Regions from separate parts of the Mus musculus genome. Here all the other regions are linked to region 5. The links are chromatin contacts, called in public Hi-C and HiChIP or PLAC-seq maps. All regions are on one chromosome and are shown on one strand. Each heading gives the region's core, a stretch centred on a gene start, on an enhancer-like site or on the middle of the called end of the contact. The rest is flanking DNA. Distances are from core to core; before and after follow the strand shown. Region 1 overlaps Npas3 (neuronal PAS domain protein 3). Region 2 overlaps Npas3 (neuronal PAS domain protein 3). Region 3 overlaps Akap6 (A kinase (PRKA) anchor protein 6). Region 4 overlaps Npas3 (neuronal PAS domain protein 3). Region 5 holds the start of Npas3 (neuronal PAS domain protein 3).

Region 1 (5,378 bases), core at 2,144-4,643, 200 kb before region 5:
CTGGACCCCTGGGAGTTCCCAGAGACTGAGCTATCAACTAAAGACCATATGTGGGCTGGTTCAAGGCCCCTAACATATATGTAGCAGAGGGCTGGCTTCAATGGGAGAGGGTGTGCCTAATCTTGCAGAGATGTGATGCACCAAGGTAGGGGTTAGAGAGGCAGGAGCTTCCCTCTTAGAAGTATAGGGGAACTGAGAGAGGGGCAATATGTGGGATATAAATAAATAAATAAATAAATAAATAAATAAATAAATAAATAAATGTAAAAAGACCTTACGGATTGCATTTCCGCTTACACAGAACCGAGTCTTAGAGTCTAGGTTGTTTCCAATTGTGTGTGTCTGGAGGAGTCAGATGATGTTGATTCTCAGTTACCCATGACTTGAGCAACTTCTCAGGGCAAGGTCCAGTCTCATTTGCTAAGGAAGGCCCTTTAGTTCTTATGTGCACACAGTAAGCAGCCTACATTGAAGAGGATTGCAGTTTTCAAGGATTTGTTGTCTCTGAGTCCTCCCAACTTAACATTAACATGTTACAGGAAACTGCGACAAACCAATGCCTTGGCCTGAGTATACCTGGGTTTTGAACAACCCTGGGCTCTTCCTTACCTATGCTGTTCCCAAATTCTCAGTCTGACTAAAGTCAGCAGAAAAATTAAATCCCACCTGGAAAAAAAAAACAAAAAAAAAACCAAAAAAAAAAAAAAACCAAAAAACACTAGATGGCAAAAGCAGACGAAATCACAGCAGGGCAGTCATGCTCTCCACCCCACTTCTCACAGATACAGGAAAAGGCCAGAGGTTTGGGTGAAGTTTGCTTGGATTGTTTGCTGCTCCTGGGACATAGACTCTCCCCAAGGCTGCTTCCTTGTCTAAGCAAAGATTTTCATTACTGAGAGCACACCACTCTCTGCATAGGTAGACACTAAGTATTGTCTCAAACTTCCCACATGCAAGCATTAACTCAAGCTGAAATGAGTGTCTTCCTCCCAATAGAGCAACTAGCGATGTTCTATTACCACATAACACCACAAAGAATGTTTTTCTCTCACTCTTCTGTCCTTAAAGTCATATTCCTTACAACTGTGCATCCCTCAGACTCCATTTTATACATAAATATTTGCAAAATTAGCACTGTCCTTTGTTTTCCTGAATGGATACATCGTTTTAGAGCCCAAGAATTGTAGATCTCTACAGTACAAATCCATGTTAAACAGATGTGGTCCTCCGTGGGCTGACTTAAATGTATCTGCGTATCTAGAGATGGTTGTGTGTACACTCGCCATGTTTTCCTTTCCTGTTAGCTCGCCGGCTCTTCACTTGTCTTGAATACTTTAAGAAGATGCTTTGGGACCTTCTCTTCAGTAGATTACAATGCGTTGAAAATCAATTCTCTATCTAGCTTGAGTGGGTCTAGAAAGATGCCTAAGCTGTTTGTGGCATTCTCGTTTGGTACAGCCATCTGAATCCTCTTTTGTGCCTAATAAACATGGCCTGTAATTTGTAGACAGGATATGAACTGTTAGAGTTCTACTTCCTGTGAAGACATCAAGCGTTGAAAATTCTATTTTAGGCGATTTAAAGAACTATATTATGAAATGTTCATGGTATGAAAAGTACAGAATTAAGATGATTTCAACTGTTACAGTGTCCTACTTAAATTATGTTGAAAGGAAATCCGGGGACAGTTTGAAGTGTGGCGAGGAGCAGGCCAGGCCTTTCAATCTCCTTTAGAGATACACACAGTGAAATGAAAAGCTTTTGCCTCGCCCTCAGCTAACCTTTCGCTCCTAAGCTCAATTTCCATATTCTTTAAACGTCTTAAAATTAGTCAAATGACTTCATTGGTATTTCCCACCCCCCCCCCCAAATTTATAAGTGAGGCAGAATCAAATGTATACCAATCCTTCTCTCTCTTGCTGTTCCACAGGGGCCAGCGCCATAATTCTACATTAGAAGAGAGCCGCAATGAAGGCGATGTGTCTATCAAAGAGACTTTACATTAAATGTAAATTTCTGTACTTTCAGTTAAAAGGGCAGATTATTTAATTCACTTCAGTTTAACAAGCATTTACAGAGTAGTGGCAGGGACTGGTCACAAAACGGAATAGAAAGGAATACAGAATGCTTAGATGTTTCCTAATCTCCCTCTAAGAACCCACTATGCACTGAGGGAAACAGAAACATCCACCAAGAGTTCAGGACAGGGCAGAACTCAGGCTACCACAGAAGCACACACAAAGGGGAGCTGTGCTGATTAATGCGTGTCTAGGGACTCTAACAGGTTTCAGAGATGAGGCAAGGTGACATTGGGACTGGCTAAAGGCTGAAGTCTGTGGCGTGATGTCCTGTGGGAAAGAAGCCCATACCGGAAGACAATATGCCATATGACTCCATAGGACTTGCAGATCCTGGCACAAATAAAAAGATGGGGCCCAAATTCAATACCATTAAGAACTTCAATGGTGCCAGGCAGTGGTGGTGCACACCTTTAATGCCAGCACTTGGGAGGCAGAGGCAGGCAGATTTCTGAGTTCGAGGCCAGCCTGGTCTACAAAGTGAGTTCCAGGACAGCCAGGGCTATACAGAGAAACCCTGTCTCGAAAACAAACAAACAAACAAACAAACAAAGAACTTCAATGGTGATAACTGAGAAGCCTGTTATCCAACAAGACTCACAGGTTACCGACCAGGGAAGCCAACCCTTATGTCAATGACCACCTCAGCAGCTGCAGCAACTGAAGGACCAGAGACCTAGTAAGGTGGCACCTAGTAAACTTAACCATCGAATGTGTCAGGGGAACCAGAAGACAGGGAGATTCTCCCACTAACAGATAGCATCCATTGTTGATCAGGCATACAAGAGATACTAAGTACTTCACAGAGGGCAGACAGAAGCTAAGTACTAAACAAACTCATCTCAGAACATGACTTCCTTTCTCCTCGACAGGCTGAGCCTAAGTCTGATACAGAAAGTATTGTTTTTCCTGTGAGTTGATTCTTTGGGGGGGGGGGTGGAGGGAGGTTGAAGGGTCTGCTTTCCCCAATTTGCCTCTAACTGAACAGACAAAAAAAGTTATAGTGCAAATAAAGAAACAGATATTTAGATTTTCAGTGTGGCACAATACTCCCAATTTCCCACTATTTTCTCTCTTTTAACAAAAAGAAACTGTAAGCAAGGCCTTGATAAGGCCTCCAGATGAGCAGGAAGCTATGGACCCAGTTTTATTTACATTGTGCATGGTTTCAGTTTTACAGTTTAGTTGAGTGGGGCTATCCAGCTCCCACTTTAGCCTGAAGCTACTTTAAACTTCAAACCACTGCCCTAAGCATTGGAACAGAGTCTCTGTGGTCCCCATAGAAATCCCGTGGAATGCAGCTTCCTGCTGGTTTGTTACACTGCTTCAGAGCCTGCTCCGTTTTGCAGGGAAACAAAACTCCACACCACAGTCCAACCAGAAAGACTTTAACCCTTCTCTTCTGTAATTAAAGTTCCTATTTACATGGGAAGGTTGTTTGTGAATAATCCCTGCAGGGAGTCAACCTAACACAAATCAATCACCCAGCACTCTCAGGGGCCAGGCCCAACGCTTGGCACCTAGCACAATACCTATTTGTTGAACAAGTGATGAATGCTGACCCATTTATCTGGATTGATTTTCTTCTGCCCCAAACCTAACTTCTACTCTGCTAAATTCGACTCTTATCCTTTTAGAGAATTCTTCAATACATTTTTTTCCTCCACATCTTAAACCATTCCCTGAAGAATTCTCATGGCTCTATATCAAAAGTCCTATTAAATTCTTAATGGCATAACCATGAAAAGGGGAATTATTGTCTTAATTCTCTGTCGCCAGTACAGAAGGAATGAGTGAATTGGCTGCTGGAGGAGCATCGAGTTCTGAGTCAGGAGCCTGTGCTTGCATACTCATACATTCATACATTCGACATACATCCATGCTCACAGAGTGAACACGCATAAAAATTAGAGCCCATGCTTTTCATGTGAAAGAGAACACATAGCGTTTGTGCATCTGAGCCTGGGTCACCTCATATAGAGCTCTGGGCACGCAGCCAAAGCCAAGTTATTCAACTTCACCGCACCTGGGGTCCCTCACCATCTGACTAGAGGAGTGAATTCAATCCCTTCGAGTACTTAGCACAGCACCTGACACATGACACATTCTCAGTAAGCACTATTTTCTACCACCAAACTACTAGAAATATATCTGTAATTGTTTTTAATAATAATTTTGATATTTTAAAGTGTATAAATTTATATACATTCAATTCCAGTTTAGAAGATTTCAGAATAATATCTGTGACTGGTAAAAATTTTCTTCTTTGGAAAACGCTTTAATCAAGAATATGAGACAGTTACATAAAGAAAAGAGTTTTAGTTATCTTGAGTCTCTCAATAAGTTCTCTGTGTCACTGTCCAGCAAATAAAACTCCTTGACAAAATTTAAATGTTTATAAAACTTTCTTGCAAACTTAAACATTTTCACTTTTTTTTTTCCTGACAGAATCTGAAGAGAATGGTTCGATGCTTTCCTGTGGGATAGGAGGAACATTAAAAGACCAAAACCAAAGCCAAAACCAAAACCAAAAACCAAACAACAACAACAACAAAAAACCTCCCACAAGCAGACGCTTCAAAAAGACAAATTGTAGAAGGCAGGGATTTTTCACAAGTCTCAAATTAAAACCTCACGTTAAACATTATTATCATTTTGAAATATTTGGCCATGCAAAAACCATCAGACAAGCTCTTTCTGAAAAGGATTCTGTGTCTCTTCAGTGGCCACAGCCCCTGCCGGTTCCCAGTGCTCTTATGACAGCACAATCAGTCAATACAATCAGAGAAATTCTAAAGTACAATGGTAATTTTCTCCCACATTTTTTTTTTCTTTACACTGTCAGTCCAAGTCACCTGCTGAAAGCATCGATGCGGAACAGCTCAGTATTAGCTCTGAAGTTAGTACCAGTCCGGAGTTAAATACCTGCACGTTGAGGGTAGGAAAGAGACTAACAGCATGTAAGCGCAGCCATGGAGGGCACATTCCTGAAGATGCTCCTTGTAAAGTCATTCCTACTGACCCTGGGTATCCCTGCTCTGATGTGAGCTGGGGAAGGAAAATGGGCTCCTGAATAGAGGAAGGGATGCTTCAGCATAATAGTTAACTGTGAACTATTACCAAACAAACAAACAAACAAACAAACCACTCTGCTTCAGACCCAGCCCGTTACGATAGCTAACATGCCTAACAAGGTCTCTATGGAGAGATAGAGTACATTTTAAAAGAAAGCGTCTGTCCCTTTAGGTTTCATCGTGGGTTTTGCAGTGGTGTGCACATTTTCCACACGCGCCTTTAAAC
Region 2 (5,597 bases), core at 258-2,757, 160 kb before region 5:
TATAAGGTAGACTATGCAGAAGAAGCATAGTGGTATGGGGTGTTTTGAAGATGAGAAAAACAACAACACAGCAGGGAGATTAACGTCATCTGTAAGTTAACACATGAAGGAGTCATAGCCACTTGCTTCCTAGAGAAAAATGGGTGCTGTCACGTGGTTAGAGATAATGATATGAAGTCAGGGGACATTGAACAGCTATTTGAAAACCCCCTTACCCCTTTAAGTATACCTCTCTACCTTCAACACTTACCACACCTGAACTTATTTAACAATAACATATATGTAGGCTTATGGTACTACAATATTATGTAATGCTAATATATAGAAGTGCATATTTGAAATTGGGGGAAACAGAAGGGGGAAAAAGCATTCGATAGGAGTCACTAAACATAATTCTTTATGAGAAAGTGGGTGAGTGAGTAGACCAGAAATCCATTTCCACAGATCTGAGATTCACCTTGGTACTGACACCAGCACCAGCCTCACTAAGATGACCTTGGAGTTCCCGCTGGGAACAGCATTTGCTACATCCCAATCCACCTAAACTGTAGCACTGTCAGGAGACTTTGTTGGGACTATTTCTGCCTCAGTTGATATGAAAATGAAGGAAAAAGTGAAACAAGACCAGAGAAATGTCAAGGCAGAGCTTGCTGGCACGCGCCAGTCTGCTTTTCCCTGTCACTGTTGGTGACATGTTTCATTATGACAGGAGTTATTTTCAGGTACTTAAAAAGGCCAATGGACATATTAATTATAACCTCATGAAGTAAAAGACACAATTTTTCATCAAATGAGGTTACAATTTCAATAGAATTTATTAATTCTCAGGTGTTTATGGCCTTCAACAGCTGGATTTCCAAAGTCATACCTGACAAATGAGCAAATCTTCAGCAAGCTTTTCATTTCTTTTTTATTTTTATTTTTGCAAAATATACACTGAAATCATAAAAGAGTTCCACAGAGAAATACTTTCAACTTTGAATTCTTTGACTCACATAGCATAGCCCCTACCTTCACAGCTAAAGTACACCATTGTGGAATTTCTCTGCCCTGGCAGTATGTAATTATTGGAAATAAGCAGTGCCCACTTCAGTTGGATTTGAGTGTGTGAGTCCATGGATTTGAGTGTGTTCTAGGTAACGCATGGTTGCAGCTCTCACATACATTTCCACTGTGATCCTCTTTGACTGTTCAAACTCTCCTAGCCTTTTTGGTGCAATGCAGAAATAATGCTGACATGAAGAGGGATGTTTAATTATAAACAAAGACTATAATCATAAGTGTAGATTTATATTTCAAAGCCATGACTTAACTCAAACTTTCTAAGTCAGTATTTATTAATACTTGGGATATAAAAACATTCTACAGTGTTACTCTATTCCGTTCATGGGAGCCTAGTGGGACAACACACTCTAGCTTCCTTGGCAAGAGAATGTGTCCAAGCCACTACCCTGTAGTCCACAGAACAAGGACAGAAGGGACTATGTGCTGCTCTAGGCAGAGCCAACTCTAAGCTCCCTCGGGAACTTGTCCCTTCTTTATTCTAGCTGGCTGGATGGGAAACAATCCTGGGATGGTTTTGAAAGTCTGGCAGAACCTCTTTGTGTCCATGAATGACTGGGAGAAGCAGTCACTTCCTGTCTGCTAGCAACAGGCATGTGGGAAACTCCTGAAAACAAGAAAGTGATACATTATGCTACTGACGGTTTGGGGCTTGTTAAAGCCGCTATCATTGCCTGGCAGCTAGAAGGCTGATCTCAGTCATTTAGTTAAAAGAAAAAAAAATCAAAAGCAGCCTTTTGAAGACATAACATATGATACATATATGTGTGTATACATAATACATTTTAGAAGTTACTTCAGTTTTATTCCAATTTGCACCACAACACATGCTCATCTTAAAGTTCTTGGGAAATTATGGAAATCACTATGCATACATGATTCGTAACAAGTATAAGATCCTGATACCAAATAAATAAAGAGTAGCTTCGTGGAGTACAGGATGTGTGTGTGCCTCATTTAACTTCTCAATTAGCAGGTAACTTATGGGGAAAGCACAGCAAAATGCTCAAGTTTGCCAGCTAGGAAGCTGCTCTTACTGAGCCCAGCAGTGGTTTCTACAATTGCTTCCAAATTTCCATGAAAACTAGCTCACAACCAGTTTTATAGCTCACTTTTTACCCATGGGAATGACTACTCGATGTCTCCAATTATGTGCTACAAAGACTCTGGGGGGAGGGGGGCACAGCCACTGTCCCTGCTGTGGAGAAGTAACAGACAACAACTGAGTGCAGGAGAGGTTTACGGGACCCATGGCCCATTGCTATGGGCTTGCTGTCAGCTGAGCAGGACAGTGGGTGGCATTTAGAAGAGAAAATCTGTTCACCTTACTGTGAGCCAAAGCAAGAGGAAATCAGGGGAAAGGTGGGGCACATCATATAGACCTTCAAAGGTACACTGCCAATTCCTTTAGTTAGGTCTACCCTCTTAAAAGCCTGTGATCTATGAACTTATCAGTGGTCCAACTGATAGGTTCAGGACCTTCATAACACATTCACCTCTCAACTGAACCATCAGCTGACAATGGAGCCATCAACACATGTGTATTAAGGGATCACTTCAGATTTAAGCCAGAACAGGTAGGGAAGGACAGGAACTGGATCTTGGAGTCTCAGAAAACAAAGACAAGTTTTACAGAGAGGACCTATCATATTCCAACCCTTAAATCAAGGAGATGAAGAGATGTTTCTCACACAGTGACTTAGGACAACTCACCAGATATATTTAGATCACTGCATAAGACCTTAATGAAAGCCACTCAGTATGGAACACAGCATATTATCATTTGCAATGCTGTAATAAGACAAAGACAGAGTAAAGACTATCTTGCAGAAAAAATGGCCAAACAAAATCTAAGTTATTATTTTATGCTCAGGCAGCACAAGTGAATGGACTTTAAGTGGTGTGCATTTGGTTTTTTTTAACATGATTTCTTTACCAGGGTTCTTCTAATGTCTTATAGAACACCGAAGTTCTTCATATGCCCATTGCCTTATCTTACAGAAAAGCTCTGGTCCATCCTGACCTCAGATGTCGTAGGACAACTGCCCTATGTACTCACCTGCTCAGTGTTTAAACCAATCCATCTTCAAATGCACTGGGCAAAAGCTGACCAAACCATACACATGATCTTTCTCTACCAACAAACATCTGGGGAGAGTAGCCTGTATTTAATATAGCTACCCCTGGGCAAAGTCCTCTCCCCCAACCTAGAAAGCCAAGTTTCTAATGGTTTCACTGTCTCTTTCTAATATCCAAACCGCCTATAGCTTCCAAAGTGAACAGCCTTGGTTCAGGGAAAGCCTTTACCTTTCCCTAATCCCCTTTCCAGCTTTAACCTGTTTCCTAATGCTCCTAACAGTAAGAAGACTGACTGATAGGAATCACTTGCTGCCAGTGGCGCCACCATAAGCACTAGTTTTTAATGCTCCTTCTAGCATGTCGCCCTCAGAAAAGAACCCTCATTGGTTGGTAGGGGTCATGATCTCCTGCTCCGGCACCTTCTCATGTCAACCTCTCCCCAGCCTATTGGATATTTCCTCAGGCTGGTTTTCATTTTATTACCGATTTTTGCATCTTCTAAGTACAGTACTGTTATTCACCCTAATACACCTATACTCTTTACCAGTGCACACTCCATAGATGAGCCCTCTTTTATATGAGAAGTTACTTAATTTCTTGGTTTAAAACCCTGCTTGGTTTTCTCTTAAGACCGTTGTGTGCCCAACTTGATTTTTTTTCAATGAGTAGATTTTAATATGAACACCACATAGAGAGAAAAACAAAATGAGCCTGCTTCATATACTCTTCATGATGCTACATCGAGTAAATAAGGCTGAGAAAGGGGGTTCTCATCCGCTGATTGCATTTGTATGATTGCATGACTCAATCACTGCTGATGGCTCTTGTAAGAAGTACTCTCTCTATAACCAGTGGCGTTCTTCATCCTCCCACGTCTTGCAAGCAGGAGTGAGCTTACTATCCATCAGTGGCTCCCAGACTCTCCTCAGCATTCTGCTGGAAGCCATGAATGACCATTTAGTTTCAACTTGTCCTTCAGAAAATGAATCTCCCTGGGCATCGGAAGAAATGTTCTGAAGAGCATTAAAAGACTGGCAATATATAGACCTCCAAAGATGTGTTTTTAGAATTGTGTGAAGTAAATTCAAACTAACCCTGCTCTTTTGTTTTGAGGGACCTGCACATTAATAATAAAATATTAGTATAATAATGAAAAATAGCTCATGGGGATATAAATTATAAAGTGAGTTGGTTTGCTGTGTGAATTATGATAACACATTTTAATCCAAAATGACAATGGAACTATTTTAAAAAAATAATTTCAAGTTCTTTCATTATGAGAGCCTAGATTCTCATAAAGCTATGATGTCAGTCACTAAGCCCTCTTATTTATCTCCAGATCTCCTTTCTCTGCTGTGTCCTATGGTGCAGTCATTTAGACATTCCTACTGGGCCAGCTTCTCCCTGTTAGGCTTTGCCATAAGGGGTATCAAAAGGAGATGAAGAGGCCGACAGAAGGGAACCTGACCTGCTCTCGGTAGGCCTGCATGGTCAGTTAGCATTGTCCAGCACTGGTACTTCATTCTAATCAAAGGCAGATGGCCAAAGTCGATGTTCCGTGTTTGTAAGTTCACAGAACCAGCTTCCCCATCCCCGTCTTCACTGACAAGCTAGCTGGTGTCTCCTCAGAAGTCTGACTTCTGGCTTCACGAGCTCTCTCTCACCTCTTGCCTCTCCATCATGTTGTGTGCTTGCTTTGTTTCCTACAACTGCTCTCTACCTAACATTCCAAGAGCCTCATCTCCTCCTTTCAATTTACTTGCCTTGCTTCCTTATCAGTTCATTGGAACCCTGTGTTCAAATAGCCAGCGTGGTTTGTCCCCACACCGGACCTTACACAAGAACATATGCAACAGTAGTTAGATCTCCAAAAGGGTCTGAGGTCTCAAAATGGTTAAGGAAGCAATATACCCCACCCTCCCACAAGCGATAACAGTAATTTAGTAATGACTACACTCCCAAAACCATGCTTGAGAAGTCCTTCCACAGCTAGATTCAGTGACATTCACCTGTTACCCCGGCACTGGGGTGATTCAAGGAGGATGGTGGGTGTGAGGCCTATGTGGGCTACATAGAGAAACCAAGAAGAAACAAAGGAGGGAGAGAAAGAAGGGAGAGGGCAGTCTTCCATGAAATGTACTTAATCCACTGGTTTCAACCTATAAGTCTGAAAACTTTGCAATAATTACCAGCACAGCTGAACTCAAATTCAGTCATATGCACTTTGAAAAATGTTGACCCTAATTACCCATTACATATTCAATCTGAAACTCATTCAAATTATTGAAATAAGTATAAAGAATCAGTCATACATAAAATACGTAGAATAACGTTTAAGAGTACTACAGGCTTTCAAATGAATAATGTACATCTGTTAATCAATGTATTTTCATCTGTAAGCATATCCAACAGATGCTATTATTTGGTAAATACACTACCTATGAAATAGCCATTGC
Region 3 (5,260 bases), core at 446-2,945, 220 kb after region 5:
TACATTTATTGTCATGGATGAGTAGCTAGCGTTTCAACTTAACACTCAGAGATAGGCTTGAGTGACTCTGGTAAGCCAGCGAGAACCAGTGGCAGATCCAGTATTAGACAGGTGTTCCCCACAGACATGCAGGAAACAAAGGTAAGGACAGGAAGTCAAAACAATGAATCTTTGAATAGCCAGCGATCATTAAAATTCAAAGGAGTATCACTATGGTTTTCAACAAAATAAATCATTAGAATAAGGAGCTTAAAAGGATTAATGTGATTCTCTATTGAAAGCCTGGTGAATAAGTAAAGCCCAGATTCTTCTAAAACACTGTGATCAGAAAATGAAAGTGCAGGATGGAAACTATGACTTTGTCCTCCCACCTCCAAACCACCCCTAAGAGAAATGCTACAGTTTTGTCAAACTCAGTGAGCACAGATTGTAGATTCCCTGCTAGTGCTCATAGAGTAGTGACCCCAGCTGCGAATGTGGACTAGTCAATGGGGGGATTTCATTACCGCTGTGTTCTTGTCTCTCGGTGTCAGATTGCTTTTCCAGAAAAAATGCATACTATATACTTAATCTTAATAGATATGTCAAACAAGTTTAAGGTGGATCTGGGAGGGGGAAAACTAGATCTGGAGCTGTCTATTTTGTTTCAATTGTTTTAGCATAATTATAAAGATCCTTGATCGTGGAACTATTAGTAAGTGTACACTAGATGCCAGAGACATGGGTACCTAAGGCACACGGGAACTTCAGCAGGTCTATGGTGGTCTGTGACAATGCTTTCAGACTCAGTGGAGATACAAACACAGTTGAAGATTCTAGGAAAATGAAGGTACTAACTCATAGGAAGGAGGATGCAATTCTGTGTTCCTAGCAAGTGCTGTTGATGCTTGGATCGCACAAGGTATTCCCAGTATATTTGTGAAATATGAATTAATATTCCCATTCAACAACAAATCAACCACTGTAGAAAGATAAATCATCAGGATTTCAAAGTTAAGTCTGTGAATAATAAAGAATAACTACTAAGTCTATGGTCACTTAGAAATGCAGTCTAAATTATGGCTAACATTTCCTTCCCCTAACACCTTCCAATATTTTACTAATAAAATCAAGTAAAGGTAAAATATCACCCACAAACTGTGCAGAGTAGGATCCAGAGGAAAATTAAATGCAAGGGGAGGGAGGAGTGAGTGGCCAGCCTGTCATTTCAGTGGGCTTTGAGAACAAGAACCAAAGAAAGACAGGAGGAGTGGATACTCTAATGTATCTTTTCCCCTTCTCTATTGGCCCAAATCCTTGAGAGCGGGCATCTAAGGCAGGCTGAGGGGGAAGCAGAAAGCGCAGAATCCTCAGCTCCATCTCCCACTAGGAACTATGGAAGGAGCTTGCCTTACGAGGTGCACCTGCAACAAGCAGGGGTGTGCAGATGGAAGGAGACGATTAAGACTCCCTTTGACATCCTAGTTACCTAATCTCCTCCAAGAGAAGACTCCAAGATCTCTGAAAGTTTAATGGCTACACTGGACAGAGGTGTTTCCATGGCAACAAAGGCACCATGAACCTAAGGACAGGGAGGTGGGGATCCAACATGTGATGCCAGGCTTCTTAGAAAACTGGTAGGATCCATGAGGGCAGAGATGGGGCTTAGTCAGCAAGAATTCCTCTACGGTCTGATCAAGCCAACAGAAAACAACAAGTAAAACAGCCACAGCTGTCTGCAGGGAGCAGCTTGCCTGAGAATCCAGCTAGCCTGTACCCAAAGCCTGTGTTTAGCCACTCTATTCAAGAATCACAAGGTCGTGTAAACCTTCATTGGCTCAGCTGTCATTTTGGAGAAAAGGATGGAAAAGAACAGGAGATCTGAAAACCTGGGCATCCACTAAGTCATTCCTCCCTAAGGAGAATGAATTAATTAAGGAGGCTATCATATATTTAAAGCTTCGATGCTGATCTTAAAATTCGTCCTTTTCTTCCTCTCCCAGCTGTTCTAGTTTGGTTTGGGTTGTGATAAACACGGTGACTGAAGGCAGCTTGCCAGGGTGCAGGGTGTTTATTTCAGCTTACAAATTACAGTCCATCATAAAGGGAAGGCAGGACAGGAGCTCAAGACAGAAGCCTGAAGAACTGAAGCAGAAGCCAAGGGGGAGTTTTCTTAATCTTAGCCGTTTAGATTGAGGTAAAATGAAATCTCATAGTAATTTTAATTTGCACTTTGCAGGGAATTACTAAGTCCCCCCCCCCAATGTATTTTAAGGAAACATTTGTTTATTTAAACCATTGCATATAATTGATTAGACACCTTCTTATTCCTTTCATCCATTTTTTTCTACACAAAAGTTAAAGAAAATATATGAATGAGCAACTATTACTAAATAGTCTTGAAATAAATATAGAATATATGCAAGATCATAAAAGGCTTTGAATCATGGAAAGTTATCCACTGGCTTTTACTAGGCCTGCCAAACTCTTTCTTCCTTAGTCTCCCTATCAAGGGCCTTAGAACAAGCTCTCTATTGCTATTGGGCCCAGCTTTGAGCTGGTAGTCCACACCTGAGCATGAGGGACAAGCCTTACAAAGAGACTCTGCAGATCTTCAAGACACACTGTTCTTTGCAGCTAAGGATATTTAGGTTTGATATTGCATTTGTGAAATCTATTTCACAAATAATTTTGTAAATGCTATGGTAACATAATTTGGTTCTTTGGTGTAGAGTTAGCACCAATGTTTCAAAAAAATATATATCACAAAGTCCTAATACAGAAAACAAGAAAGGTTTTTAAGGAGGCATGTATGCCTCATAATGCTGGTCATGTGTTGATTTGTAGATTTATGGGAAAACATTAGATTTTTTTTCAAAATTTAGTGAAATCAAATAGATAACTCTGTAGCAAATCAGAAATTGCTGAATTTTTTTTGTTGATCCTTAGGAAACACTCAGAAATGTCTACAATTCTATGTGAACACTATCAAAGGAAACCTTGTAGGCATGGAAGTCATTAAAACCTTCTTCACATTATTTTCAAAGATACGTGTTTTCAGAGGATATGATTAATTTTAAGAGGTAATACATTTTAAGTAGCCTGTCAGCTACAGTGTGGTATATGGAAAGGTCTCATTTCATGACTTCACTTCCTCCCGTGGCACCACAGACCCAGTTAGCAGCTCTTTATCCCCTGGAAGCACACACCAGTTTGATCAGCTGAATTCACAACTAGCTTCTTTTGTTGACTTTCTAGCAAAATCATGCAGGTTTCTCTTTTTAAAGAAGAAGGGGTACTGATGGTGTGGTTAAGTGGCAGGAATTTTTACAAGTAATTACATTCCTATAAGTACATGAATACCCTTTTAGAGAGACTTTTGTTACAAAATTTTATTGGTAATTATCGAGGTTATTATATCAACCTATTATTCGTCCTACGTTAGAGGAAGTGCGTCACTGGGAGTGGGCTTTGAAGTTTCAGAAGCCCATGCTAAATTCAGGGAAGCTTCCTCTCTCTTTCTGCCTGCAGATCAGGACAAAGCTCTCAATTATCTTCCAGCATCGTGCTTATCACACCTACTGCCCTACTTCCTGCCATGATGATGATGGACTGAACCTCTGAAACTGTAAGCCAGCCCCAATTAAATGCTTTCTTTTATTTCATTTGCCTTGGTCATGGTGTCTCTCCACAGCAATAGAACTGTGACTAGAACAGTTGGAGAACCTAACACAAACACATAAACAGAGAGAAGAGGCAAGACCTTGAGAAATGTACAAATGCTTCTTCAGTATTTATTCCTGTTTGGGTTTAATAATTACAGCCGATTGCCAAAATGACTTGTGAGTGCATTGACTGCCCATATTACTGTTAGAAAAGATTCCATATCTTTTTTTTATTCAAAGGAAAAAGAAAAGAAAAGAAGAAAAAAAGAAAGAAAGAAAGAAAGAAAGAGAGAGAGAGAGAAAGAAAGAAAAGAAGAAAGAAAGAAAGAAAGAAAGAAAGAAAGAAAGAAAGAAAGAAAGAAAGAGGAGAGAGAGAAGAGAAAGACAGACTATCACATTGATTTGGTGGATTTGGCACGTCCCCTGTAGATAGAATGGCAGTATATATTTGTGAGGCTAGCATAGTTTCAGAAATACTGTTTTCTTGGACCCCTGATGGGAATTCTGTTTGACTGGCTAAGTGCTTAATACACAAATGCATTCAGCCTTTGGTATTTAAAGTGGGCATCATTAACTCAACATTTCAACTTAAACTTTGCTTTAACGGTACAGTTTCACCCAAGTGAAATCAATGGGAGGTGTGTGTGAATATATGAGGCCTTAACTTGGCCCATTGAGGAATTTTGATTAAAACAGACAACCAAATTAAGAAATCATTATATTAGAATGATTATAGGTTGAAGAGAACATAATACTAACATATCTATTGCTTTTCTACCTTAAGCTGAGTATTATATATTCATTTATATGTATTTTATATGTATACATACATATATCTTTTTATTTGGTTAATTTGCACTAACAAATGTCTAAAAACACCTACCTACCTGCCTATACTAAAAGTTTTATTAAATGACCCAAGTTTCCTAATGTCTTCAGCATATTGATTCTTTCCCCAGATATTCACCAAGTATTCATTGTTCACATTATTTGAGCAGAGATGTTTGCCCCTGGCTTTTAAAAAAGACATATAAGAAAGTGGTAAGAAAATCTTACAAATATATAAGTGATTTACTGAAGGAAGATACTAATAATAGCTCAGGATCTCTTATGAGTCTCTGCTCCATACAGAAGCAGCAAGGAAGTGGGCTCTAACAGTGTAATCTAGTCCAGTCATAATATCATTACAGAGTCAAATGTGGCTTTCAAGGTGTGGACCCTGATAGGCACAGTTGCATATAGAATCCCTTTCCACTCTGAAAATATTAAAGTGTGGACAATAATTTACTATTTTGAATGAAAATTCTTGAGCAACTTCCTCAGGAGACAAGAAGCCTGATTTTTGCCATTGATAAATAAAAAAAAAAAGAATATGGAGTTTTTCCAGCAACAGTAATTCATTCTCTCTCTCTCTCTCTCTCTCTCTCTCTCTTCCTCTCTCTCTCTCTCACTCTCTCACATATATATATATATACACATATATATATACATATGTGTGTATTGTGTATACATATATGTATGTATATTTAAATATATAACACAAATATACATATGTGTACATAAAAATATCTAAGAAAAGTAAATTCAAGACTAGAAACTTCTTTATAATTGGTCTT
Region 4 (5,199 bases), core at 2,538-5,037, 170 kb before region 5:
GGTATGCAGATTTAACTTTACTATTAAATATGGTTACCTTTTAGGTCCTGGGGGAGTTATTATATATAACATGAAAGAGGTTTTTTTAATTAATGTTATAATTTCTCACTAATCTTGACACTAGTAAAGGTTCAATAGCCAAAATTGGTTGATATACAAATGAAGCCATTTTTACTTATCCATACATATGTTGAGCTGAAATTTGTACTTCATTTAAAATAGCACCAATCAGTTGTTCTTTTAAAATCCAACAGATACTCATTCATTAATTTTTTTTTGCTTAAAAAAATAGTAATCTTGGTTGATGGAGACTCTAGCAAAACCTTTTCAGTGATAAGCTGCCAAATAAATGATTCTATTTGCTTCAAACTCCTCAAATGTTACCGGAGGCTACATCAGCCATACTAGAACTTTCAATATCTGAGATGGCTTGATTGAGATTTCCCCCCTAATAGTCCAACCATTCACCCTTAGTCAATAAAAACATTCATTTCACTGCTTAATATCTTCATGCTAATTCAATTATGTTTTCTATTTCTGCCTGTGTTTTATATATAAAGTGCAAAGTGCTCCTTTAACATCCATACACTTGAATTTTCTCTTGGGTTCTTGTAGCAAATGGCTCTTCCTATGAGTGCATAATTTATACATGATCACACTGAACTCAAATAATTTTCTAACTTTTAAAGAGAACAGAACAAGCCAAGAAGCTTGTTCCCCAGTCAATGCTGCTGAAGAAAAATAAGGTGTGTGCATGTGTGTGTGTGTGTGTGTGCGTGTGTGTGTGTGTGTGTGTGTATGTGTGTGTGTGTGTGTGTGCGTGTGTGTGTGTGTGTATGTGTGTGTGTGTGTGTGTGTGTGTGTGCGTGTATGTGTGTGTATGTGTGTGTGTGTGTGTGTGTGTGTGTGTGTGTGTGTGTGTGTGTGTCGGGTCATTAGAATTAAGTCTGGTTTTTTGGGAGCAAATTATAGCAAAATCTTAGAAACTGGGTATAAAAACTGACTCCTTTAATGGAGCAGACAAACTAATGTTTCTACATTGTTCTTGCCAATACTATAACAGGTACACAACATATACTATCTCAAATGCCAAGGCCAGGGCTTTTGTGTTTGCAGGAGCAGTGGTTGCTAAGACAGAGGCTGAGCTAACATGCCCCTGCATGTCCAGTAGCAAGAGAAAAAAAAAAAAAGCCTGAGAAAGTTGGCAAAAGCAAACTGCATAGCTCTGATTTAAGTAAGGCTGACTTAGATACCAATCTCCAATCTCAGGTCTATAATTGACTGGTTATAACATGACAGAGGCTCAGCCACCACTGCTAGGTCTCAGTTTCCTTGCTTGTGAAGTAGAGACCCTGACATGTATCATTAAAGTGGCTGATGGGATTAAATAAAACTGAATTACCACTGTATTATTGTGTATTAGTCATACATGGGAAGCTGTTTGGAACCCTATTGATAACCTCTATCAGCATGGTATTAACAAATATACAGGCAGATCAACATGGTTATGGCTTTATTTTTATTGCAAATGAATGGCCAAAGTACTTAGGCTACTTACAGAACGTCTGCTTTTACACTGCCTTTCTTTGTGAGACATATTGTGTCCACTGGGAAACCTTCAGAATATTTCCAATCACATCAGGCCCATTTCACTGGAAGAGTGGCCCACTTCCCACTGAAAGTCTCCTAGTGCTTTCTACCAATGCAGCAGCAGTGGCTACAGTAGGTTGTACTCATTTATTTCAAAATTACTTAACCCTAACCTACTCTAATGCTAACATTTTATTAGGTTTCTTTTGGTCTTTTCTTTTTCCTTCTTTAGAAATCGAAGAGTCTAATGAAACATTTCTCAGGTGAGGGTTTTCCTCATTCAACAAATTTAGACTACTATGTTTGAATCAATAGCCTATATCATATTTACTTTTTAAAATCAGAAACTCCAAAAGCAGCTCAGATCTTTCAGCTGATATCTATTTAAGATGCTGGACATCTATAATAACAACATCAATAAAATATTTTTAGTAAAATTTAGCAATGAATATGTGTATGATTTAAAAAAAACTTGCTATTTCTTAAATGTAGCTCTGTAACTGACATCTGATGTGATAGGTTGCAAAAATCGCAAGAGCCAAGAAGAAACACATTTCAGTATTTCATTAAGAAACTCACTCAGAATGTGTGACTCACCCACTGCCATCACCATCCGTTTCTGAGACCAACAGTGATCAGGCTGGGAATAAGCTTGCCTCACTTTTGCCAATCTCTGGAATGTCAGGGCTTGAAGTGGTTGGGAAAGACTGCCAGGCCAAATAGTTATGTGTATAGAATACCTGTCTAGCAAAGACATGACTAAAAGAAATGTCTAAACTGTCACTTCAAGCAGGGATGCAGGAGGGGCAAGTGTCATGACAGTTTTCAAGTGACATTTATAAATCTTAATAAAATGTGACTTAATGCGCAAAGGAAGGACCATCAAAGGACAAAAGCTGCCATCAATCTGATAGCCAATAATCCAGGACCAAAAGCTCCATCAGGGGCATCCAGCCTTTTGACAGTGAAACACGATGCTGCTGTAGACAAAAATGTTGGCTAGCATTCACAGCTGTCTTCGGACACTGCAGGTTGGACACCCCTGTTGGGTATGTGTGGTCACATTTGCAGTTGAAGGCTGGGGTGCTCTAAGCTCAAAGCTTGTATTTACACATGATAACTTCTCTTTGATCATCATTTATAAAGTATTCTTTCAGCACATTCACCAGTAAGAAGTTCTAATCACTCAGACATGGCACTATCCTTACTGAGATCTAACAGATAAGTACAGTACCAATGGGGTGTTGGGTAGGGAAGGACTGGTTGCTTCACAGAAACAGGCTAAGTTCCACTGCCTGCTTGTCTGCTGACTCCTTACACCTGACATTACCTATTCCCACTTAAAAGCATCTTCAGCACAGATCCTGAGGGGCAGAGAATGGGGCTCAGTAGGGAAATGTCTGCCTGGATTGATGAGGTCCTGGACCTGGACCCCAGTAAAGGACAAAAGGGACAAAAAGAAAAAAATATCAAAACAATACCAAAAACCAATTCCTTGGAACTGGCTAAAGTAGACACCATCTTCAAACCAAAATTAAAATAATCAGGCCCCTGTGTGCTATTATTTTAACTAAATAAAAATTTCAGCATTCTTAAAAAAAAACAAAAACAAAAACATTTAGACAATATATTTGCCCGTAAAGCTGTGCTTTTCAAGTGTTATTTTGATGTAAAATTGAGTGTTTAAGAATGGAAATTCCCTCCAGCGCTCTGAAATGATAGTGCGGTTGACAGTGTCAAAAGTCATGCTGAGATCAAGGCAAATGAGAGGGAAGCAGAGCGGCCGCATTCATAAAGAGGTCGTTTAAAACCTCTTTGCCGTGATACAAACTAAAACATGACTAGAATCTCATCAGAGCAAGAGAGGGAGAAAGAAGTTCAAGTGTCCATCCTCGACCAGAAGGAAAAACCAGCAGCCAAAACTGCTGAAAGATTTGATGCCCGAGGCCAAATGCATTTGTAATGGTCCAAGCATAATTTGTGTTTTATGAACACAAAACTGTAACTCAACCGAACCCATGGATTTCCAGAAGGGACTCTTCCCAGTTTTCACCCAGAAGTCAGCTGCACTGTTAGGTGGTCCTAAGCAAAGTCTTCTAACTTTCATTCGCTACTCTAGCACCTCTCTTACTCACCTCTGTTGCCATTGCTTAGTAATATGCTGCTTGTCCCACAATTTCACAACCCTGGCTCAGGAATGCCCCTCGGTTGCCTTGGGTTTTAAGGTGTGGAGTCTCTATGGCTTCCCCCTTGCCACGTACATCCTACTCAGTCTCCACTCGCACAGAAACCTCCGAGGGCTAGTCATGCAGGGTGGAAACCTCATTCTTACTCCTGTTTCTCTTCTCATGTCATTTGCATTGTCTAATTAAAATGTTCAACCCTTGTCACCTTTCTACAAAGCCATGGACTCTTAACATATGGATATGTGTGCTTTACAACAGGCACGGTATTGTTCTACACTATTTACTATCACACGCATGTTGCTAAATGACTCTTCAACATTAATTCTTTTATTATTAGTCACAGACTGGTGCTTAGACATTTACCAGATCAGTTATCATAGGCGAACTGCCAAACTTGAAGGCTGGATTGAGCAAATGCCTTTTTAGAACACTAGCAACTGTAATCAGAACATTGCCAAACTCCAACAGGTCCTCAAAGACTCAGAGATGCACAACTACGAAGGAAAGGCTGCTAATCTCCCCTAAAGCAAGCACTTTATCATGGTTCACTTATTATATAGGACCTAAGCTTTTCATATCTGTCATGTTTGCTTTCATTTCTCCTAGTTTTCTGCCCTTTTCTATGTGAGGCTATATATATGTAAAATGCATATCTTCCCCACCACAGATTCCTAGTCCTAATTCTACTCATAATACATATATAATAATAAATATATGATGGTACATTTCATTATACATTTTTGTTTACTTCTGTGTTGCTATGAATTGTTTCATCATGATGTCAGTAACACTGGTGTAGGAATCTCTTCTACTACACAGAATAGGAATAGAAGAACCGAAGCTCTGCTTCATAAGCCGTGCATACCTTATTTACCTATTGAGGAAACAGCATTCCGACCTATATGAGCACTGCATTAGCATATTTGCGTATCTGATCTGCTAAGAAACATGATAAAGGAGGAACTTCAAGTCAGCTTCATGTAATTTGGACAAATGCTTAAAACCAAGGTTCCTACATGACGTTCTTGGTAAAATGTTTGCAGCATAACAAATGTGACTTGTTTCCCTGTCTCCAATTGCTCCTGAAGCCACTGTCATCTGGCTTTTGATACTGATGCTTTAGTGAAACTGTACTAATCAAAATCGTGAAATGTTTTGTCACTTTCAGTCCTCAGAGGCACTAGAAATTTATCACAAACTGTATTTTCCTCCATGACCGTTCTCCTGTCCTGAGGCTCAAACTCCTCTTAACTAACTGCTCTCACCTCAGCTTCTTGGCCTGGCTTCCTGTCTCAGCACATACAGTCCTGGGAGTTTCTCTGTCCACAGCATCCACTGCTCCTGGTCACGTGACAGTTTCTCTCACCAACTCTCCATTTCCCTCGATATTCCTTTTCCCACCCTCTAGACCAAAATGGCTAGT
Region 5 (5,412 bases), core at 2,157-4,656:
AGAACATCTGCATTTTCCACACCCGTACAGATATGCAGACCCCAGGGTTCATAGGCCAATCCGCAGGCGCTGAGACGCAGTTACATACAAATGCCTTTGCAGAGCCAAGTCCCGGTTCCTGGGACTGGATTGCTGGCCTCTGGAATCTAGTCTAGTCGCCTCCCATGGAAGCCTAGAGAAATGGCTACTCAGTGCAGAGCTAGATGGATATTTTTTTTTACCTGGAGAAACCCCGGGCAGTCATTTATCCACTATGCCACTCTGCAGAATGGGGACAGCTCCTTTTGCAGACTAGGGCCAGTTCTGTATTAAGCAGGCAAGACAGACACCCAAGACTGTTCCGCGTTGAACAAATGGAAGAGTCTGGTGGGAAACATCATTCGTGAGTGAAGCTTTGCCTTCTGCTTTAAAGTTGGGGTGGGGGTGCTCAATGAGTGTCTCCTTGTGTGCTACCCTTCCAGTTAAGTAGGGAGGGGATTCTGAACTGCTACTGGATTCTTAAGTGTGGTGACAGAGCTGCAATATCTTCACACTATTGAAGACTCTCTGGAGTAGTTAGTAGGCGCTACAGGTAGGAGAGATAGGAGTTGGGAAATGAATTGGAGCAATGATGAGTGTTGCCTACAAGACAAATGGGGGCTAGCAAAGAAGAGAGGAGTTAACCAGTTGGAAGTTCTGGTTCCAGGAGACAGTCCAGGGCAGTTCTGCCCTGAGGTGACAAATAAGAGAAGTTTGTGCTCTCTCAACAGGCAGGCCACTGCTTAAAAACCCACTCCTGTCACCCCTCATCAGATCCCCAAAAGTACTTTAAAATTCTTAAACGTTATTTCACAATTCTTTTTAGCAAAACGTCCAGGTCTCCGGGAGGAAATTAAATCTACTCCTCAGAGCCCCGAAGCCAGTCCTGGTGACTCCTAGTGCTGGTGAACTACGAAAGGAGACTCCTGGCTTAGACCTTACCTCCAACACCTGCCAATAATCTTCTTGCCCAACTCTTCTGCCCCCAAATTAACTAAAATTAAAGACAGTAACAGGTGTCAGGAGATCTGAGTAACACCATGGGAAGAAAACTGCATTTCACTACTATCATCTTACCTTGTCAGTATGAGAGAACACTTAAATCAAAGGAAGCCATAATTCACTCCAAAGGAGAAAGTTTAGAGGGTTTGGTGGGTTTTTGTTTTTGTTTTGTTTTGTTTTGTTTTTCACCCCTGTCTTTAGAAGACCAGTGGGTTGAGGTTTAACAAGTGGCCTGAAACCCAACAGGAACCTTTAAAGGGAAGTGTTGAGGCAGGTGCTTGGGGGTGAAGTGGGGGGATGACTTCCCCTGGATACTCCTGAACCCCCAAATCATCTTTTTCTTCTAAAGGACAATGCCAATGCTGAGGGGGAAAAACCCTAAAAGCGGGAGATTCACGACAGCTCCTTATGCCCAATTTACATCTTTTGGGTCAGCTCAAGTTCCTGGAGGTCCCTGGAATTGTCCAAAGGCCATGTGACATTTCTGACCCTTGAATCTCTTCCTCAGAGACCACACTATTGTCACTATTGCCTACACTTCCTAGTTAAAGTGACCGCCAGATCCTATTGTCATTTAAATGTTTTATAAAAGACAAAAAAAAAAAAAAAAAAACCCATACCTGAACCATGAAATGGGGAAACTGAATTCTTTACTGGTGTTCTGCTTTTGAAAGATGCCCAGATCTTTTTTGTTAAAGGTTCTTGTAATCGCTTGAGTAAAACATGACTAAAATAATTTAATAAAAAATATGTGTCTGACAAAGATTTGCCCCTTTAGAGTTATTTCCACGACTTCTTTTTAAAACTTTTGACAATAAGCAGAGCATGTAATGAAGTCTTCTACAGAATATTTGCAATTACATGAACTTGGAAAATACTGTGTTAGGCAAAATCTGGTCACTGGGCCATTGGTTAGAAGGCACAAAACATAGCAATGACAGATTACTGTAACCTTTGCAGTTTAAATACTATTGTTTCAAACCAAAGGCTCTCAAATCAATGAAGTTTCAAAGATGAGGTAAAATGGGAATTTGAATTATGCATTATGTATATTTTAAGTTAAATGCCATTGGCAAATCTCTCAGATGTTTAATCGTGTACAATCTGGGAAACACAAATATTTAATTTCACACTCTCATGTGCTTTTTTTTCTTCCATCTACCATAAAATTGAGCCTCATGAATAGAGAGTTTACCTTTTTGATTATATTGTTAGTTTTTCTCATAGCGATTTTGTGAATCCCATTTTCAATAAAATCTTAGAACATCGAAAGTTATCCTTAAAGGGAAAACTTTAGGGTTAGAAAGCTGTTGATGGTAAATTTCTCTTTATTTCCTTCCTCAATCAAAGGTTGCTCAGTGTTTTAATGACAATTATTTTGAATCTAGAGACTATCTTTAGAAAACTAAAAACAATTTCTATATTAAAACTTCCCTTTCACCACCAAGCCTAACTTTTGTAAAATTTGCTTCCTAACTTGGATCTCGGAATCCCATCCATTTGCATCATAATGCGTTTAAGATAGTTAACAGCGCCTAAGAGATTCGGATTTCACGTTGTATTCCCTGTAGTAACAGGTGACAGGATCTCACACTATTAGGTAGAAACGCAAGTCTATCTCTGCACATGAAAATCGTCTCTGTCCTATTTGGAAACAAATGATCAATCAGCCTCCGATGATCAATTGCTCCCCTGGCTGTCCGTCAGCGCGGATTCGCACCCGCGGAGGCATTGAGAACATTTTGCTGAAAGGGGGCAGGAAGCCCAAACTTTGCAAAAGCATCTCCTGCAGCGTCTCAGACTTGACTGGAACTCTCTGGCTACTCGGGGCTGAGGCTCAACGTTCGGGGCCTGGCAGAGGGCAAAGGATGACTTCACTTCGCCAGTGCACTAGAGTGCTTTTCAATTCGGATTGTGTATCCCCCCCCCCCTCCTTCTATAGCACAGGGGCAGGCAAAGTAAGCCCTGACGAGGTGCATGTGTGTTGTAAGGCACAAAACAAGAGCAAAGTGAGTCCCACCCCAGTACCCGAGACGGGGGCACTATCCCAGCTCGGACGGGACTACTCACCGCTGCTGGTAGGAGGTGATGCCCTGGACGTTCTGCGGGGTGCCGTTGGCCGCGGCGCCGGCCCTCCCCATGCCCGCACCGGCCGGTACCCCAGCGGCTGCCCCGCCGGCCGCCGCGGCCGTCACCTGCACGCTGAAATCCGGAAAGATTCGGATCATCGCCGCGGCTTGGAGCCCCAGGCGCGGCTGCTCTGGGCTCGGGCTGGCGGGGGCTCGGGCTCGGGTTCGGGCGGCGGCGGCAGCAGCGGCGCGAGCGGCGGCAGCAGCGGAGCCAGGCACCAGCCTGCAATCCCATTAGTGAGCCGCGGCCACTGTGCGCGGCGGAGAGGCGCTTTGATGTGCGCGCAGCGGGCTGAGGTGGGGGGGGGTGGCGAGGAGGAGGTGCGGGGGGTGTGCGAGGGACTTGCAAACAGCAAAACGTGTCAGGGTGGGGCCTTTTCTCCCTTTTGGGGGGCACTGTTGCTCCCCCCTCTTTCCAGGATGTTGCTTTCACTGGCTGCTCCAGCAGCGCCGCGCGAGCCCAGCTGAGAGGAGGAGGGGGTGAAGGAGGAAGGATGCACCGGGAGGCTTGGCGAGCGCTTGGCCGGTGCAAGGGAATAACGAGCAGTGGAGGGTGCGTTTTCCCTCCCTCTTCTACACACACACACACACACACACACACACACACACACACACACACCGCGCACTTCCGACCCAAAGTGCAAGATTGTGGTGCGCTCTTTCTCCTCCTTTCTCTGGAGAAATAACCACCATCCGGGCTGGCTTCAGCCTTCCGAGGCTGCCAGAAACCAGGATCCCAGCCCGCGGGTGTAGGAATGGGGCGTCAGAGCCTCCCGTTTCAGCCTGGACCCCTCTTTGACACTATTCTCCACATTAAGCAGAGCGAATGTGACCAAGCGCAAGTTGGGTTCCTGGAGAACTTGATAGTTATCTAGGAGAGGTGGTTTGCAAAGGCGACGGAGTGCGGGGCGGGGGGTTGGCGCTTTTGTACAATGGAGAGTTTGGGTCGCTTAAAAGAAAGGGCTCTTCCCGCTCCTGGTGAGCGGAAGAGTTGGTCTTGGGAAACTTGTGAGGTGGGGTCTCAGCTAGATCTTAGTTTGCGCTATGATCCATCTCTTAACGCCCCCCTTTGACCGAGGAAACGAATAAATTAGTAGCCACAATTGAAAAGAACTCTGCGAATTCCAAACACCAAGGAAACAAAAAGAGAAAACACGTGCATTTATTTCCTCGCGCCTTCCTGTTACTTCACATTGTGACGCCTGCCTTTCATTAGGGGGTGAAGAGAGATCCTTACAGTTTGGATGCGCCTTTTTAGTGAGACTTGCACTGGGTTTCACTGAGCTAGGGTTGGGGGAGTGGGAGTTGATTGTTTCCCTCCATCCCTCCCCAGGACCCGGGTTGCCCACTTTTCCCCCTGTCTTCTGGCTGGTGAGCAGGAGCAGAGATGCGAGAAGCAGGCGGATGCAGCCCTTGAGGGACACAGAGCTCTGCTAATGTCCCACACTCAAAGCCCCTGCCCAGCTTAGCGGCTGCTGCTGCTGCTGCTGCTACTCCTGCAACTGCTGCTGCTACTGCTGCGGCTGGGTGGTGGTGGGGAGTGGTGGTTTCCCATTCTGGTACCCTCTTCCCATCTGGCACTCAGGGCCTGGGCACTGCAGCTGAAGGGCTAGGGCAGTCGCTGTACCCTCCAAACAAGCCCAAGTTAACTGTGACCTCCACGCCGCCGTGACCCAGGGCCAATCGCGCTTCTCCCGGTCAGGCTCCTGCTTAACCCTTTGAGCCTGGGAAACAGTGGGCCACCATGATCCAGTGAGACAGGACCCACTGGCCTGAAGTTGCCGAGGTGTAGAGTGACAGAGGCTCCCAAGCAGGACAACTCCGCACAGGATCTAAGAGCCAGATGCCCGCCCTGCAGCAGCCCCATGCTATCCCTCCCACCCTGATGATTCTGGAAACTAGAGGAGCTGGACAAAGGCGAGTCCTCGCCAGGCCCCATCCCGCTCCTGCCAGGGCAACCTCTGGGCGTCCCCAACCCAAGTGGCTTTCGGGAGGAGCCTCCGAGCCCAGCAGTCACAGGGAGACTGGGAGGGGGGAGCCTTGGCTCTCGCTGGCCGAGCCCACGGCGCAGCTGCGTTTCCATTTTCCTCTCAAAGAAAATGCTTTGGACGGCAGATAATACCAGGAGATATGAAACTGCTTCGTCCCCCACATGTTGCACGTAAAAAGAATCGTAATGAGCATCTGTGGCTTGTGCGAAGGAGCCCACGAGTTAGTTGAAGACCAAAGCAAGGTCCTGACTTCCCGCTTCCGGGTCATTTTC

Evidence for each region. Hi-C and Micro-C count contacts between places; a contact is called where the count stands out from the background. HiChIP or PLAC-seq counts read pairs in DNA pulled down with a chosen protein or histone mark.
Region 1: an H3K27ac HiChIP or PLAC-seq map of stem cell-derived neural progenitor cells shows a contact between it and region 5, with 4 times the contacts expected there. The contact joins the enhancer-like site here to the promoter of Npas3 in region 5. A contact is called at or near these places in 3 of 39 promoter capture datasets (the 3T3-L1 cell line, HPC-7-derived erythroid cells and hippocampal neurons), 8 of 115 datasets of contacts at active chromatin or transcription factors (astrocytes, embryonic forebrain, embryonic hindbrain and 4 more) and 1 of 9 other capture datasets (liver).
Region 2: a contact with region 5 is called in a Hi-C map of cortical neurons, with 2.1 times the contacts expected there. The contact joins the enhancer-like site here to the promoter of Npas3 in region 5. A contact is called at or near these places in 4 of 484 Hi-C or Micro-C datasets (cerebral cortex, cortical neurons, embryonic fibroblasts and 1 more), 3 of 115 datasets of contacts at active chromatin or transcription factors (embryonic hindbrain, neural progenitor cells and neural tube) and 3 of 9 other capture datasets (adipose tissue, liver and pancreatic islet).
Region 3: a contact with region 5 is called in an H3K4me3 HiChIP or PLAC-seq map of neural progenitor cells, with 23 read pairs. The contact joins the enhancer-like site here to the promoter of Npas3 in region 5. A contact is called at or near these places in 6 of 39 promoter capture datasets (the C10 cell line, cranial neural crest, embryonic stem cells and 3 more), 18 of 484 Hi-C or Micro-C datasets (the CH12 cell line, cerebral cortex, cortical neurons and 10 more), 19 of 115 datasets of contacts at active chromatin or transcription factors (astrocytes, cardiomyocytes, differentiating embryonic stem cells and 11 more) and 2 of 9 other capture datasets (adipose tissue and embryonic stem cells).
Region 4: a contact with region 5 is called in a Hi-C map of embryonic fibroblasts, with 1.9 times the contacts expected there. The contact joins the enhancer-like site here to the promoter of Npas3 in region 5. A contact is called at or near these places in 3 of 39 promoter capture datasets (the 3T3-L1 cell line, the SN4741 cell line and hippocampal neurons), 6 of 484 Hi-C or Micro-C datasets (the HL-1 cell line, cerebral cortex, embryonic fibroblasts and 2 more), 2 of 115 datasets of contacts at active chromatin or transcription factors (embryonic forebrain and embryonic hindbrain) and 1 of 9 other capture datasets (adipose tissue).

The regions. Positions count from the first base shown.
Region 1 is chr12:53,446,331-53,451,708 of GRCm38.p6, reverse strand. The region is part of intron 2 of Npas3 (neuronal PAS domain protein 3); the gene reads right to left. Among named protein-coding and RNA genes, the nearest start is that of 1700030L22Rik, 130 kb to the right of the region's middle. Within about 2 kb of position 3,393, at least 38 of the 459 cell types and tissues checked have an H3K27ac peak or open chromatin away from gene starts, as enhancers often do. A contact at or near this core is called in astrocytes, embryonic limb bud, neural progenitor cells and 1 more, where this site is marked.
Region 2 is chr12:53,402,026-53,407,622 of GRCm38.p6, reverse strand. All of the region lies in intron 2 of Npas3 (neuronal PAS domain protein 3), which reads right to left. Among named protein-coding and RNA genes, the nearest start is that of 1700030L22Rik, 88 kb to the right of the region's middle. Within about 2 kb of position 1,507, at least 23 of the 459 cell types and tissues checked have an H3K27ac peak or open chromatin away from gene starts, as enhancers often do. A contact at or near this core is called in cortical neurons, neural progenitor cells and stem cell-derived neural stem cells, where this site is marked.
Region 3 is chr12:53,019,871-53,025,130 of GRCm38.p6, reverse strand. All of the region lies in intron 8 of Akap6 (A kinase (PRKA) anchor protein 6), which reads right to left. Among named protein-coding and RNA genes, the nearest start is that of Gm51971, 220 kb to the right of the region's middle. Within about 2 kb of position 1,695, at least 12 of the 459 cell types and tissues checked have an H3K27ac peak or open chromatin away from gene starts, as enhancers often do. A contact at or near this core is called in neural progenitor cells and neural stem cells, where this site is marked.
Region 4 is chr12:53,420,844-53,426,042 of GRCm38.p6, reverse strand. All of the region lies in intron 2 of Npas3 (neuronal PAS domain protein 3), which reads right to left. Among named protein-coding and RNA genes, the nearest start is that of 1700030L22Rik, 110 kb to the right of the region's middle. Within about 2 kb of position 3,787, at least 21 of the 459 cell types and tissues checked have an H3K27ac peak or open chromatin away from gene starts, as enhancers often do. A contact at or near this core is called in the SN4741 cell line, embryonic fibroblasts and muscle stem cells, where this site is marked.
Region 5 is chr12:53,246,426-53,251,837 of GRCm38.p6, reverse strand. It overlaps Npas3 (neuronal PAS domain protein 3), which reads right to left and starts at 3,406. Exons shown (of 12, transcript NM_001370962.1): 1 at 3,091-3,406. The coding sequence starts at 3,248.